Linked DNA regions of Sus scrofa: regions 1 and 2 are each linked to region 3. A link is a contact called in public HiChIP or PLAC-seq and promoter capture Hi-C data. All regions are on one chromosome and are shown on one strand. Each heading gives the region's core, a stretch centred on a gene start, on an enhancer-like site or on the middle of the called end of the contact. The rest is flanking DNA. Distances are from core to core; before and after follow the strand shown.

Evidence for each region. Promoter capture Hi-C pulls out the DNA fragments that hold promoters and counts their contacts. HiChIP or PLAC-seq counts read pairs in DNA pulled down with a chosen protein or histone mark.
Region 1: a promoter capture Hi-C map of fetal liver shows a contact between it and region 3, with 2.4 times the contacts expected there. The contact joins the promoter of TRIM65 here to the promoter of SRP68 in region 3. A contact is called at or near these places in 4 of 5 promoter capture datasets (fetal liver, liver and skeletal muscle), 2 of 47 Hi-C or Micro-C datasets (liver and retroperitoneal adipose tissue) and 1 of 2 datasets of contacts at active chromatin or transcription factors (alveolar macrophages).
Region 2: a contact with region 3 is called in an H3K27ac HiChIP or PLAC-seq map of alveolar macrophages. The contact joins the promoter of WBP2 here to the promoter of SRP68 in region 3. A contact is called at or near these places in 1 of 5 promoter capture datasets (fetal skeletal muscle) and 1 of 2 datasets of contacts at active chromatin or transcription factors (alveolar macrophages).

Annotation. Positions count from the first base shown.
Region 1 is chr12:5,520,262-5,524,384 of Sscrofa11.1, reverse strand. It overlaps TRIM65 (tripartite motif-containing protein 65), which reads right to left and starts at 1,329. Exons shown (of 6, transcript XM_003131202.4): 1 at 648-1,329. The coding sequence starts at 1,073. It overlaps MRPL38 (39S ribosomal protein L38, mitochondrial), which reads right to left. Exons shown (of 9, transcript XM_003131188.4): 7 at 3,650-3,808; 8 at 3,286-3,422; 9 at 2,714-3,076. The coding sequence ends at 2,940.
Region 2 is chr12:5,562,546-5,566,677 of Sscrofa11.1, reverse strand. WBP2 (WW domain-binding protein 2) reads right to left here and starts at 1,566. Exons shown (of 9, transcript XM_003131191.5): 1 at 1,410-1,566. The coding sequence starts at 1,468.
Region 3 is chr12:5,366,342-5,370,597 of Sscrofa11.1, reverse strand. It overlaps SRP68 (signal recognition particle subunit SRP68), which reads right to left and starts at 2,244. Exons shown (of 16, transcript XM_005653867.3): 1 at 2,039-2,244; 2 at 120-186. The coding sequence starts at 2,210.

The DNA.
Region 1 (4,123 bases), core at 80-2,579, 150 kb before region 3:
ACCACTTTGAAGAACTGAGAGTATCCACGCTTCACGGATGAGGAATGGGTTAGAGAATTTTATAATTTGGCCAAAGTCACCAGATCTGATCTTCCTAAATTCCATTCTTGTGCCTCTGCCCAGGCCCCCCTACCTCCAGCACCAGAAAACATGCTAAGAGTAGGAAGCCAAAGGGTGACTTTCTGGTTCACCCTGCCCCTCCCCAAAGGGCGGGCATCAGTCCTCTCACCCCCTCAAAATCGCTTCTCCCTCTGGCCCAATTCTAGCTCCTGCAGGGCACCTGCCTCGGGGGTAGTGGCTGTTCCTCCACCTGCTGGCCTCGGCTGCAAACCTTCATGCGACTGCAGGGCACGGTCTTCAGCCCCACGAACGACCACTTGTCCTGACTCCCTGCCCCCTCGGCGGCCAGGGGATGATCCTCCAAAACTCCGGCTCTGGACGCCTTGACTTCCTCACGTCCACCCCCTCCGTCCCAGCCACTCCTGTAACCTCACCTGGACTTGTCACCAGATCGGAAATCTCTATCCCAAGCGTCTGTTTTCTGACTCCCGCCTCCTTTCGCCTGGGAATAAGACGCTGTCCCTGCACCCCACCCCCCCTCGCCCCGGCCGGGCGCAGAGAGCAGGGCGGGGTCCCCGGCGCGTCACCTCGCGCTCCCGGCGCTCGGCGTCCAGCAGCACTCGCTCGTGGAGGCGACACTCGCGCACGGTGCACGCGCTGCACACGCAGAGGCCCTCGGTGCGGCAGAAGAGCTCGAGCGGCCGCCCGTGCCGGGGGCAGCGCGCGCCGGAGTCGGAGTCGGGGCCGGGGCCGGGGTCGGGGCCGGGGCCGGGACCGGGCGCGGGCCGGGCGCGCAGCTCCTCCACCACGCCGCTGAGAGCCACGTTGCGGCGCGGCTCGGCGCCGGCGGGAAAGGGCTCCCGGCACTCGGGGCACGCTTTCTCGTGGCGGCCCCACCAGTCCTGGATGCAGCCCCTGCAGAAGTTGTGGCCGCAGAGCAGCGTCACGGGTACCTGGTAGAGCCCCAGGCAGATGGCGCAGGTCAGCCTGTCCTCCAGCCGCTGCGCGGCCATGGCGGCGGCGCGCGGGCCCAGCGCCGGGCCTCTTAAAGGGACGGCGGGCGGCAGCGGCGGGCGGGCGGGGCTCGGTCGCGCCGGGGAGAGGAAGGTGACAGCACTTCCGCGCCGGCCAGCGCCGGCCCCCCGTTCTGGCGCTCGACCCCTATGGGCGCCGAGTCGCCCTTTCCTGCCGCCTGCCACCCCAGGCTGGGAGGTGGGGGTCCAGCTCTCCCCAGCTCCACCCTAGGACCTCCATCCTGCTTCCCTAGACCCTCGTCCAACAGTTCCTGTGCAGGGAATCCGGCCCCAGGCTCTGGCGACTGGAGCCTTGGGAAACCTGTCCTGCCTCTGGGCCTCCTTGTGGCTGAGGATCACCACGGAACCTCTTCTGAGCGCCTCAGCTGAAAATCTAATACAAATAATACAGCAGGTTACCTATCTCCCAGGTGTTCTGGCGATTACGTGGGACAGGCCAGCACGTGGGAGTGCTCGGCAATAGGAGCTTTAGGGGCAAACAACGAGTGCTCGCTTAATGCCCTCTCCTGACCCTAGGGCTCGGCTGTGCTTTTTCTTTGAGCTGAGTTTCAGATACTTGCCAGATTGGGATGTCGTCTTTCCCTAGGTTATGCCTAATTTTGGTTCTTTTAAACAGTGAGGTGGAATTCTTCTGGTTACCAAGAGACAGCAGAAAACAGTGGTTTCCTCCTAGCCCCTTTAATGGAAATGCAAAGCAATCCTTTTCAACTGTACTTGGAAACCTTGCTAGGAGTCAGCCCTCTGCTGGGGGGTTCCTTGTTTGCAGGTCCAAGCTGTCCTGGAACCTGATTCTTCAGAGGCGGTTCTCCTGCAGCTGAGCAGGAGGCGTCAGTCACTGGCCTGGGGGTGCAGCGTGTGTTGGGCCAAGGCGAGTTGGAGGGAGATTAACTCTCCCTTCTTTCTAACGGAGCTGGCCTGATTTTTTTTTTTGAACTTTTTTGTTCGTTTGTTTTTGCTTTTTAGAGCTGCACCAGCAGCATATGCAAACTCCCAGACTAGGGGTTGAATCAGAGCTGCAGCTGCTGGCCTACACTGCAGCCACAGCAACACAGGATCCAAGCTACATCAGCAAACCACACCACCGCTCACGGCAACACTGGATCCTTAATCCACCGAGCGAGGTTAGGGATCAAACGGGAGCGCCAAGCTGGCCTGATTTTGAGGCAGGACTCCTCTCACTGCCATGCAGCAAGTATCATATTATGACCCCTGTGTCATAATATGTGAAGTTTTTCTTTCTGGAAAAGGTGCGCTGATCCTCTTGACTAGCTACTAGGCAGTCTTGCCCTTTAGAGAGAAAATTCCTCTAGCCAGCCAGCAAGGTCACAGGGGCTCTTTGGGCCTCGAGCAGGGGGTGTGCCCAGAGAGCTCTCACACTTGCCTTTGCCCCACCTGACAAGGCTTCTTATTCAAAACACCTGGAGGCCAGAAGCCTGGGCCCACTGCCTGCTTCTCCTCCATACCCATCTTCAGCCCCTGGATCACAGGGCCTCTGACACCCTCAGGAAGCAGAGTTGAAGGGTCACCTCTGCGGGTGGGAGGCAGCCCCCCTTCTGGTCCATAAAGCAAGAATTCCACCAGGGGGCGCTCTGACAGCTCCACAAATACAGACCCAGACCTGCTACAGCAAAAATCTTTATTCATAGCCTCCAGGACACCTCCCTACCAAGCCCGCCCAGCCTTCTTCACTCCAAGTTCTGGGCCTGCCTCTGGCAGGGCTGGGAACCCCAATGCCTGGCCCCGTGGCGCCCGTATCTCGTTTCTCTATTGCTCCTGCCTGCAGAGCCTGACAGGGTGGCCCAAGAGGCCCAGTCTACTCTCTGAGGTGGGTGGCACTCTGGCCTGTCAGTAGATGCCATAGGTGGGTTCGTGACTGTCTCTGTACCGGTCCAGGTAGCGCAGGGGCTGCCGGTGGGGGAAGCGCTTCTGCTTAGGGTGATAAGGGGGCGGCCGCACAAACTCAAAGACGGGCTCTCGCATGTCTGCAAGAAGAGTGGAAGGGCATGTGTGTGGACTGCTGCTGGCCGGAGTCTCTCTTTTGTCCCCTAGGTGGGACTGCCCAGGTGGGGATACCCAGCCAGCCCACCCCAGGAGTGGCCTGGCTGCTGGTGGCCTTCTCCTGACAGGCGCTTCTGGCCCGTCAGAGGTCTGTGAGCTCAGAGCCCCCCTCCCCGACTCAGCCCGCCCTTACCCAGGAGCTGGTGGAAGACGCGGGTGACAGAGTCATCCCAGCGGCATTGGAAGAAGGCCAGGCCAGCCGGAGTCATGGCATCTTGGTGCTTCTTGTAGAAATCGAAAGTGTGGAAGGTCCGCTGGGCAAGCTGGTAGCTAGAGGAAGTGGGAAGCATGAGAGAGGGGAAGGGGGCAGCAGAGCCCGCCCCTGCTTCTGGCCCAAAGGCGATGCCAGAAGCCCCCCAGGGTCTGCCCAGCACAACCAGCCTACTGCCCGCCTCCAGGCCCAAGTTAGCAGAGAGGAGAAATGAGCAAGACCCACTGCTGCTGCGAAGCTGGCCCGAGGCCCGGAGGGAGACTGGGGGTGTGGGGGTGCAGATTACCAGGGTGAGGGCCGGGTGTCCCCAGAGAAGTCGATTCGCTTATCCTGCTTGAAGAGCAGGAAGGCAAAGCGGTGGAAACCGGAGCCTCGGGCAGGGAAGGGAGGGAGGTAGGGACACGTCTCCTGTCCTTCAGTCACCCTGTTGCCCGGGATGTTGGTTCTGGTGGGAGGAAAAGCATCTGTTAATTGCCACTTGCAGGAGATGGCAGCAAGGACATCCCCACCCATTGCTCCCTAGAGACTGGATGTCGCACACTTGACTCGCCAGGGAGGACAGACCCTAAGACGACCTCTACCGTACAGTCAAGCCGCAAGCAGGGCTCTGGAAGCCTCGGGAGGCCCGAGAGCTGGTGGAGGGAGCAGATGGGGCGCAGAGACTGAGGACGAGGCCCCAGGTTCTGGCAGGATGAGAGCAAGGACAAGCCATTTACTGGCTCTGGGAGCCGGTGGGGCTTCCACGGCCGGTCAGGCAGGT
Region 2 (4,132 bases), core at 317-2,816, 200 kb before region 3:
TCCTCTAAAACAAGGCACACCATTATTTAGCAGCACTGAGTCCTATGCCAGGGAGGAGGCCCAGCGGGATAAATACATTGTCCCAGAAAAGTGTCACTGAGAGGGAAAGAAACAGTCCCGGGATAGGTTCCCAAGGAGCATGAAAAGGGTTTGTCCAGGCCTGGGACTGGCTCACACACAGAGAGGCTACACACCAGGAGCAATGTGCGGTTTCTCTGATTTCAAGACAATGAGGTTCAAGTTCATACGGCTCCGTGTGTCTTCGTTCCCCTCCCAGATGACACAGCTTCCTTCACAGGGGAGAGGTGAGTGGGGAAAAGGACTGGAACCAGAAAAGAGCAGCAGAGCTCAGAGAAAAGAGGTCATTGCCAGGAAGAGTCGGACCTGGCAGACCCTGGGCAGGTGAGATGGAGGAAAAGTCAGTATTCTGAGGTCTGGGGCTCCCTAGGAACCTCCTCTGACTCATCAAGCTTTCCAAGGCGACAGCTCTGGGTTGGGTACTGCCTTAGCCAGCTATAGGCTCTGGTCCCACCAAACCTCGTCTGGGGGCTCAGATTCCTCTGCTCCTTCAAGAGGCGCTTTAGGGTCAGCCTAGCTCAACCAGAGCTGGCTGGTCTCATTCTCAATGCCGTCCAAGGAGAGAGAAAACTGACTGCGGATGGATAGGAAGAACCTTGATGTGGAAGACCTCTCTCTGGGAGTGATCCAAGCCAACAGGAAATCAGTAACCTGTCTGTCTGTCTGCAAAGACAGAGCTTTACAGAAAATGTTTTCGACATATGACAAATATTAATTACGTAATTTCACTTCTGGGCCTCGGTTTCCTATCTGGAAACTGAGCAGTTCCGGAATATACCGGAAGGCTACATACTGACAGTTAAGCCTACTGACTCTGGAATCAGACTCCTCTCCTGGTACTTTCAGCTCTGTGATTTCAGGCAAGTTACTTAACCTCTCCGTGCCTCACTATCTCGGCATGTAAATGCGTAGAGTAATAGCATCTGCCGAACAGGGCTCATGTACTTAAGCAGGTAAAAGAGGCGCCATCTCTGACTCATAGTAGCATAGTAAATACCCACGAAATGGTAATTATTTTTTGCCAAAGGCTCTCCCCATTTCTAAAGTCACCTACTCTGGGAAAAGGGCTCAAGAACTACCCGCAGGCCCCATGTGTCTCTCCGTACCCGGTCCCCGTCCAGCCGCCCCACCCTCACCCACAGCTGATCGCTACACCCCCGGCGGCTCCCTCACGACCCACCCACCTTCCTCCACCCCGCCCCCAGCCGTTACCCCCCATCCCCCCGTCAGGTCCCGTCTTCACGGGTTTACTTCCCACCGTCGACCGCCCAGCGCCTACACCCTCCACAACCGCCCTGCGGTTCTCCAGGGTCCTTGCGCAGTGTTTTCACCTCTCGGTGTTGTTGACGATCACTCCGCCGCCCTCCGAGTGATTCTTGTTGAGCGCCATGGTCTCTCGGAAAAGGGTCCCGAGACTCGACTCGAAACGCAGTGCGCTTGCGCCCTTCTTTGGCCCCGCCCCTAGTGGCGTCGTTCGTATTAGAGTCAGCCAATCACAGCTCTTGCGCGGAGGTTGGCCCTACCACCTGATCCGGCCATCACGTGCTAATAGTTTACTCCCGCTCCCCTCCCCGCTAGTTTCGCCTGCATCACAAACAAGTTCGAGACTACAATTCCCAGAAGCACTGCTCGCCCACCTCGACCTCTCCCTAGGCTAGTGGACGGACGCATGCTGGAACTTGTAGTCTCACAGACTCTAGGCGTGGATTGACTCCACTAATTGCATAACTCATCAGCTTGCGCACTTCCCACCCTCTTCCACCCAGTCGACCAAAGGACTGAAATAAACAGTTGCGCGAGTCACAGAGGAGTTAGTCATAAAGGCCCTGGACGTGAAGGCTGCTGTGTGCAGCGGTGACCGTTTACTGGGGCACCTTCTTTCAGCCCACGAATGTTTATTTTCTTATTTTTATTTTTTAGGGCCGCACCTGCGGCATATGGAGGTTCCCAGGCTAGGGGTCCAAGTGGAGCTGTAGCTGATGGCCTACGCCACAGCTCACAGCAACAACAGAGCCCCACCACTGAGCGAGGCAGGGGATCGAACCTGCCTCTTCATGGACACTAGTTCGGCTTGTCAACCACTGAGGCATGATGGGACTCCCCACAAACGTTTAGGGAACGCTTTCTACATGACTTTGTCCCTCCTTCCCCCGCAGCCCAACCCACTTAAGTAACCGCTGAGATATATAGATGAGTGCAGGACCCAGTCTTTGTTCCAGGATGTGATGGGCTGGCTGACTGGCAGAAGGGAATCCGGAAAAACTGCCTTCTCTTCCAGGAAATCAAAGCCACACCCTCCGAGGTGGGCGGTGAGACTCACCGCGCTGGGAGAGGAACCTGGGTCCAGCGGCCACACCTCACCGCCGCCTCCACCACAGCTGGCCTCGCGTGGCGCTGCTCCCTCTAGAATGTTCAGGCTTTGCAATTGGGCTCCCCAGCATTTTCCAGGCCAGAAGATTTAAACCAGAATTCAAGTAACTGAATGGATCTGGGCACAATGCAAGACGGGGAGCTTACAAAATAGGGCTGATCATCGTGACCCAGCACTACTACCCCCTCGGGGGGGGCGGGGGGGGAGCCCCTGTGGTTGTGTAAACTCCCCCACCTCTGAGGTGAATCTTTGTGGGAAATGTGGGAGGGGGGTGTCCCACCTGGCAGTGCTGGTGCATCTTTAATCTTAAGTGATCAGAGTTGGATTTTAAGCAGACAGCTGATTTCCTGACAGATAGTGTCCCACGGTGGGATCCACCTGCCTAATTTTCCTTTTGAGTCAGATTCCCTAGGTGAAGGATGAAAAACTAGAAAATATTATGAAACAGGGACCAGCCCCTGGAGGTCTTGTGCAAAACCAAGTTGGACCTTGCAGAATACGTGCAAGGAAGAAGTGCATCATGGACATGATAAAATCTGCCCTGAAAGGTTAGGTTAATTTCTCTACATGCAATCTTAGCAGTGGTGGAAAGAATGAAGTCAGGAGTTCCCTGGTGGTGCAGCAGACTGAGGATCAGACATTGTCACTGCTGTGCCACAAGTTTGTCTTTTATTTTTTTCCTAGGGCCACACCCATGGCACATGGAGGTTCCAGGCTAGGGGTGAAGCCGGCCTACCTCACAGCTCACGGCAACGCCAGATTCTGAACCCGTGAGCGAGGCCAGGGATGGAACCTGCAACCTCATGGTTCCTAGACGGAGTCCTTAACCACTGAACCACGATGGGCACTCCCCTGTGGTGCAGGTTTGATCCTTGCCCCAGGAGCTTCTCCATGCCACTGGGTAGGGCCAAAAAAGAAAGAATGAGGTCAAATTCTCTGTGCTGATATGGAAAGAGTGCTAAACGGAGTTCCCGTCATGGCGCAGTGGTTAATGAATCCGACTAGGAACCATGAGGTTCGATCCCTGGCCTCGCTCAGTGGTTAAGGATCTGAAGTTGCTGTGAGCTGCGGGGTAGGATGCTATGGCTCTGGCGGAGGCCAGCAGCTGTAGCTCCAACTGGACCCCTAGCCTAGGAACCTCCATATGCTGTGGGTGCCACCCTAAAAAAACAAACGAAAAAGAGTGCTAAGGTTTGTCAGGACAGAGTGGTGAATACATATACTTCCACATCTAAGTCTAGATATTACATTTTGGAAAGATCCACCAGACATTGTTTTTTTAGCATTATCCCATTGAGGCACAGCTCTGGGAATTAAGGTTGGCAGGCGACTCCTTGTGTATTGTATGCTCTTGTGTACTGTTTTGTTTACTGTGCATATTTTATTATTATTATTATTATTTTTGCTTTTTAGGGCCACACTTGAGGCATATGGAGGTTCCCAGGCTAGGGTCGAATTGGAGCCATAGCCACTGGCCTACGCCAGAGCCACAGCAATGCGGGATCTGAGCCTCGTCTGCAACCTACACCACAGCTCACGGCAACGCCAGATCCTTAACCCAATGAGCAAGGCCAGGGATCAAACCTGCAACCTCATGGTTCCTAGTCAGATTTGTTAACCACTGCATCCCTACGGGAACTCCAATTTTTTTTTTTTTAAATAAGGGAGTTCCCGTTGTGGCTC
Region 3 (4,256 bases), core at 995-3,494:
AACAGCTTGCCTTTCTAGGTATACTTCCTGATACAGCAGGGTAAACAGGATATTAACAAAAACAGCCCAAGTCTGAAAATGCCACAGTGACTTCTATACATCCTGCACGTGATACTGACCTGTACCTCTGAAAATCTCCATGCCGTAAACCATGCTGCTGCTGGGATTCCTTGATAATCTGAAGAACTAGAGTCAGGATTAAGGAAAAGCTCACAATGGCAAGAATCCAAATAAATCACATTAGTCTGTTAGTGCCGGGAGCTCACATCTGTATCAAATCACAGCACATGAAACATTTCTGAAACCCTTAGTACCTTCACTTGTGAAATCTCTAAGAACCATTTTCAACAGCTAATTTTCTTTATTTTTTTGGTCTTTTTAGGGACGAACCCATGGCATATGAAGGTTCCCAGGGTAGGGGTTGAATCGGAGGTGTAGCTCCCGGCCTACGCCACAGCCACAACAATGCGGGATCCCAGCTACATCTGCGACCTACACCACAGCTCACGGCAACACCAGATCCTTAACCCACTGAGTGAGGCTGGGGATCAAACCCACGTCCTCATGGATACCAGTCGGGTTTGTTAACCACTGAGCCACGATGGGAACTCCTTTAATGATTTTTATTTTTTCCATTTTAGCTGGTTTACACCAACAGCTATTCTGTCATACGACAAGGCTAAGCAAGGAGAAAAGCTGATTGCTTGAACTGCTACTACTTCAAACTAAAAAAGGGGGGGGTGCATTATTGGCCACTGAGGATTAATGAAACCCAACAACTTAATAGTTGCTGGATTCTAAATACTGACTGCATCGGGGTGGTTCCCAATGTTTTACACCTGGACCCAGGATTTTACTCATTCAAGCTGATTCAGGTTATAAATGACACGGACTATACCTCTATTTGCATAATGTCCCACACCTGCCAAATCTGACTTTCCTTAGCAGCTGCGACACTGCCTGTGGCCATGCTGAGCACAGGCCAACCAAAGGAGGCCACGGTATGCATTGAATACTAGATTTTCCTTTTAAAAGAAAAAGCCCTGACCAAACTTTCCTTTTAAAAAATCTGAAATTACTTTATGTCCCAAACTTAGGAAATCCAATGACCTTTGCCTACAATTTTAGTTTCATTTCAAAGTCTCCTCGATGCTTCTCTATAGGTGTATTTTCAAGTACTGAACAATAAAAGGACTATTTTCAGTCACTGATGTGACAAGGAGATAGAAGGTTTGCAGCAAAATCAAGGCATTCTAACTGAAGTATATACTACCAGTTCAAAAAGCAAAACTCCAATTCCCCAAAAGATGTCAAGCCATATGTGTAATTTCAGAAATTCACCTACAATTTCTTAACCATTTATCCACTTCAAAAAGCCACAAATCAGACGCATAAGCACTTAATTGTGACACACTCTGATAAAACCAGAAACCAATTCCTCCAGCTCATCTCAATGACTCTCACCAAGATAAAACGCCTACAGACCTATCAAGAAAGCTATCCAAGTACTGCTAGAAATCTACGATGATTTATATTCAAAATGGGCAATACGCTTTTCCTCAGAACAGTCAGCCTTTGCTTCCACTTCCAGAGCATCAAACTGTAACTTTCATTATCCACTCTCCGACGGTTGTCAGACAGAAGCATTAAGACAAAAAGGCCAAGACTGCAGTTTCCTCTGCCCAGCGCAGTGACCCAAGGTGCCAAGCCAGTAGTTCACCAGGGTGGCCACAGTGTCAGCCCTGTCACCAGTCCTCCACCTGGACAACTGCAGGAAAACTGCAGAAAACTGCTCAAGATTCCAGTGCCACCTGAAAGAAGAGGAAATTCCCCAGACTAGAAGGCAAAGGAGATGCGAGAAAAAGCCAGTCGAAACACAGACCCTAGAACCCTAGGTGTCAAAAAAATAGGGGCGAGAGTAACTACAGCCCTCGGCCTCTCCTGCCCAGGGTGCGCCGGGACCCGCCGCATCTCCCGCCCCCGACCCGCCAGAACGACACGTAGTCATTACGAGTTAGGCCCAATTACTGTAGGATACTCTCCAAACTCAGGCTATCCCCGAATTCTTTGTTTGCCTTCGACCCGGCTGAAGGCCGTTCATTTTCCTTATTTTCCTCTCCTCCGGCACCGCGTCCACCACCGCTACTGCCACCACCGCCGCCGCCGCTGCTGCCGCCTCCGCCTCCAGGAACCTGTTTCTCAGCAGCCATCTTGCCCCCGCGCCGCAGAGCAGGCTGGGATAGAGGAGGCGGGACGACCCGGGAAGGAGAGAGCGGGACAGGCGCGGACGGGCTGATGGGATAGCGGCGGACTCCGCCGCCGCCCGTCCTGCCCTCAGGCAGCGGCCACTTGTTGGAGTGCGCCTGCGCATGGGCTCCGATTCCCATGCTCCATTGGCGGCGGGCTAGGCTGCTGGGTCCGGAGGCGCAGGCAGGCCGTAGCTTCTGACGTCTTCTGGTGACCATCCCATTTCCCGTCCACCAAGGGTGGAGGGAGGACCGAGGGATGGCCTCCCAATTCCTACATCCCTGCATGGGGGATCCGGCTCCCGTTCTGCGCACAAAGGAAGGCAGTTGGCTAAGACATTTGATTTCTGGAGTGTCTCCCTCCCCGGGCACTTGGGAGATGGGGTTCCCACCCTTCCGCACTAACTACTCCTCAGTACTCCTCCCGAGAGGGAACCGCCTCTGTCTGCGCCTTCCTCTGGAGCTGACCACAATGCAGGAGCTTTCTCAAGCAAATGGGGAGCTGTACCCTTCCCTGGAAGCAACCCAGTGACACTCAAGGGATAAACAAAATGTCTTCTATCTGTACAATGGAATACTAATTCAGCCTTAAAAAGGAAGGAAATTCTACACGTGCTACAACACGTTTGAAGCTTGAAAATATTGTGCTAACTAAGCCGGTTACAAAAAAGGGTAATATTCTATTTATGTGAGGTATCTATAATGTAGTTAAATTCATAGGAAGTAGAATAGTTGTTGCCAGTTTGATCCCTGGCCTTGCTCAGTGGGTTAAGGATGCGCCGTTGCCATGAGCTGTGGTATAGTTCACAGACACAGCTCAGATCTAGCCTAGCTGTGGCTGTGGTGTAGGCCCTAGCCTGGGAACCTCCATGTGCCACGGGTGCGGCCCTAAAAAGACAAAAATAAATAAATAAATGTCCATCAACAAATGTAGGGATAAATAGAATGGCACGTCATACAATGGAATCTTACTTGGCCATAGAAAGGAGTAAAGGGGAGTTCCCGTCGTGGTGCAGTGGTTAACGAATCCGACTAGGAACCATGAGGTTGCGGGTTCGGTCCCTGCCCTTGCTCAGTGGGTTAACGATCCGGCGTTGCCGTGAGCTGTGGTGTAGGTTGCAGACGCGGCTCGGATCCCGCGTTGCTGTGGCTCTGGCGTAGGCCGGTGGCTACAGCTCAGATTCAACCCCTAGCCTGGGAACCTCCATATGCCGCAGGAGCGGCCCAAGAAATAGCAACAACAAAAGACAAAAAGACAAAAAAAAAAAAAAAAAAAAAAAGAAAGGAGTAAAGTACTAATACATGCTGCATGTGGTGAATCTCTAAAACATTATACTAAATGAGAAAAGCCATGGAGTTCCCTTGCATTCAGCAGGCTAAGGACCTGGATTTGTCCCTGCAGTGGCTCAGGTTGCTGCTGTGCCAAGGGTTAGATCCCCGGCCTAGGAAATTCCACATGCCCTGGGCATGGCCAAAGAAAAGAAAAGAAAGAGGCCACAGATAAAGGTCACATATTGTTTGCTTCCACTTATATACAGTGTCCAGAATAGGCCAGTCTATAGAGACAGAGTGGTTGCCTAGGGTTAGGGGTGGGAGGTGGGTTTCTTTCGGCAGGAACAAAAATGCCCTAATTGTGGCGAACTTCCGTGATGGCCTGGTGAATTAGGGATCTGGTGTTGTCACTACTGTGGCTCTGGTCACTGCTGTGACCTGGGCTCCACAGCTGACCCAAGAACTTTGCGTGCCACAGGCATGGCCAAAAACTAACTAAAATTGATTATGGTGTTGGCTATGAGTATACTAAAAACCAAATGAACACTTTGTATAGGTAAATTTTACACTATGTGAATTATATATATATATATAATTTTTTTTGTCTTTTTGCATTTTCTAGGGCCACACCCGAGGCATATGGAGGTTCCCAGGCTAGGGGTCAAATTGGAGCTGTAGCCACCCACCGATGCCAGAGCCACAGTAACGCCAGACCCGAGCCACATCTTCAACCTACAC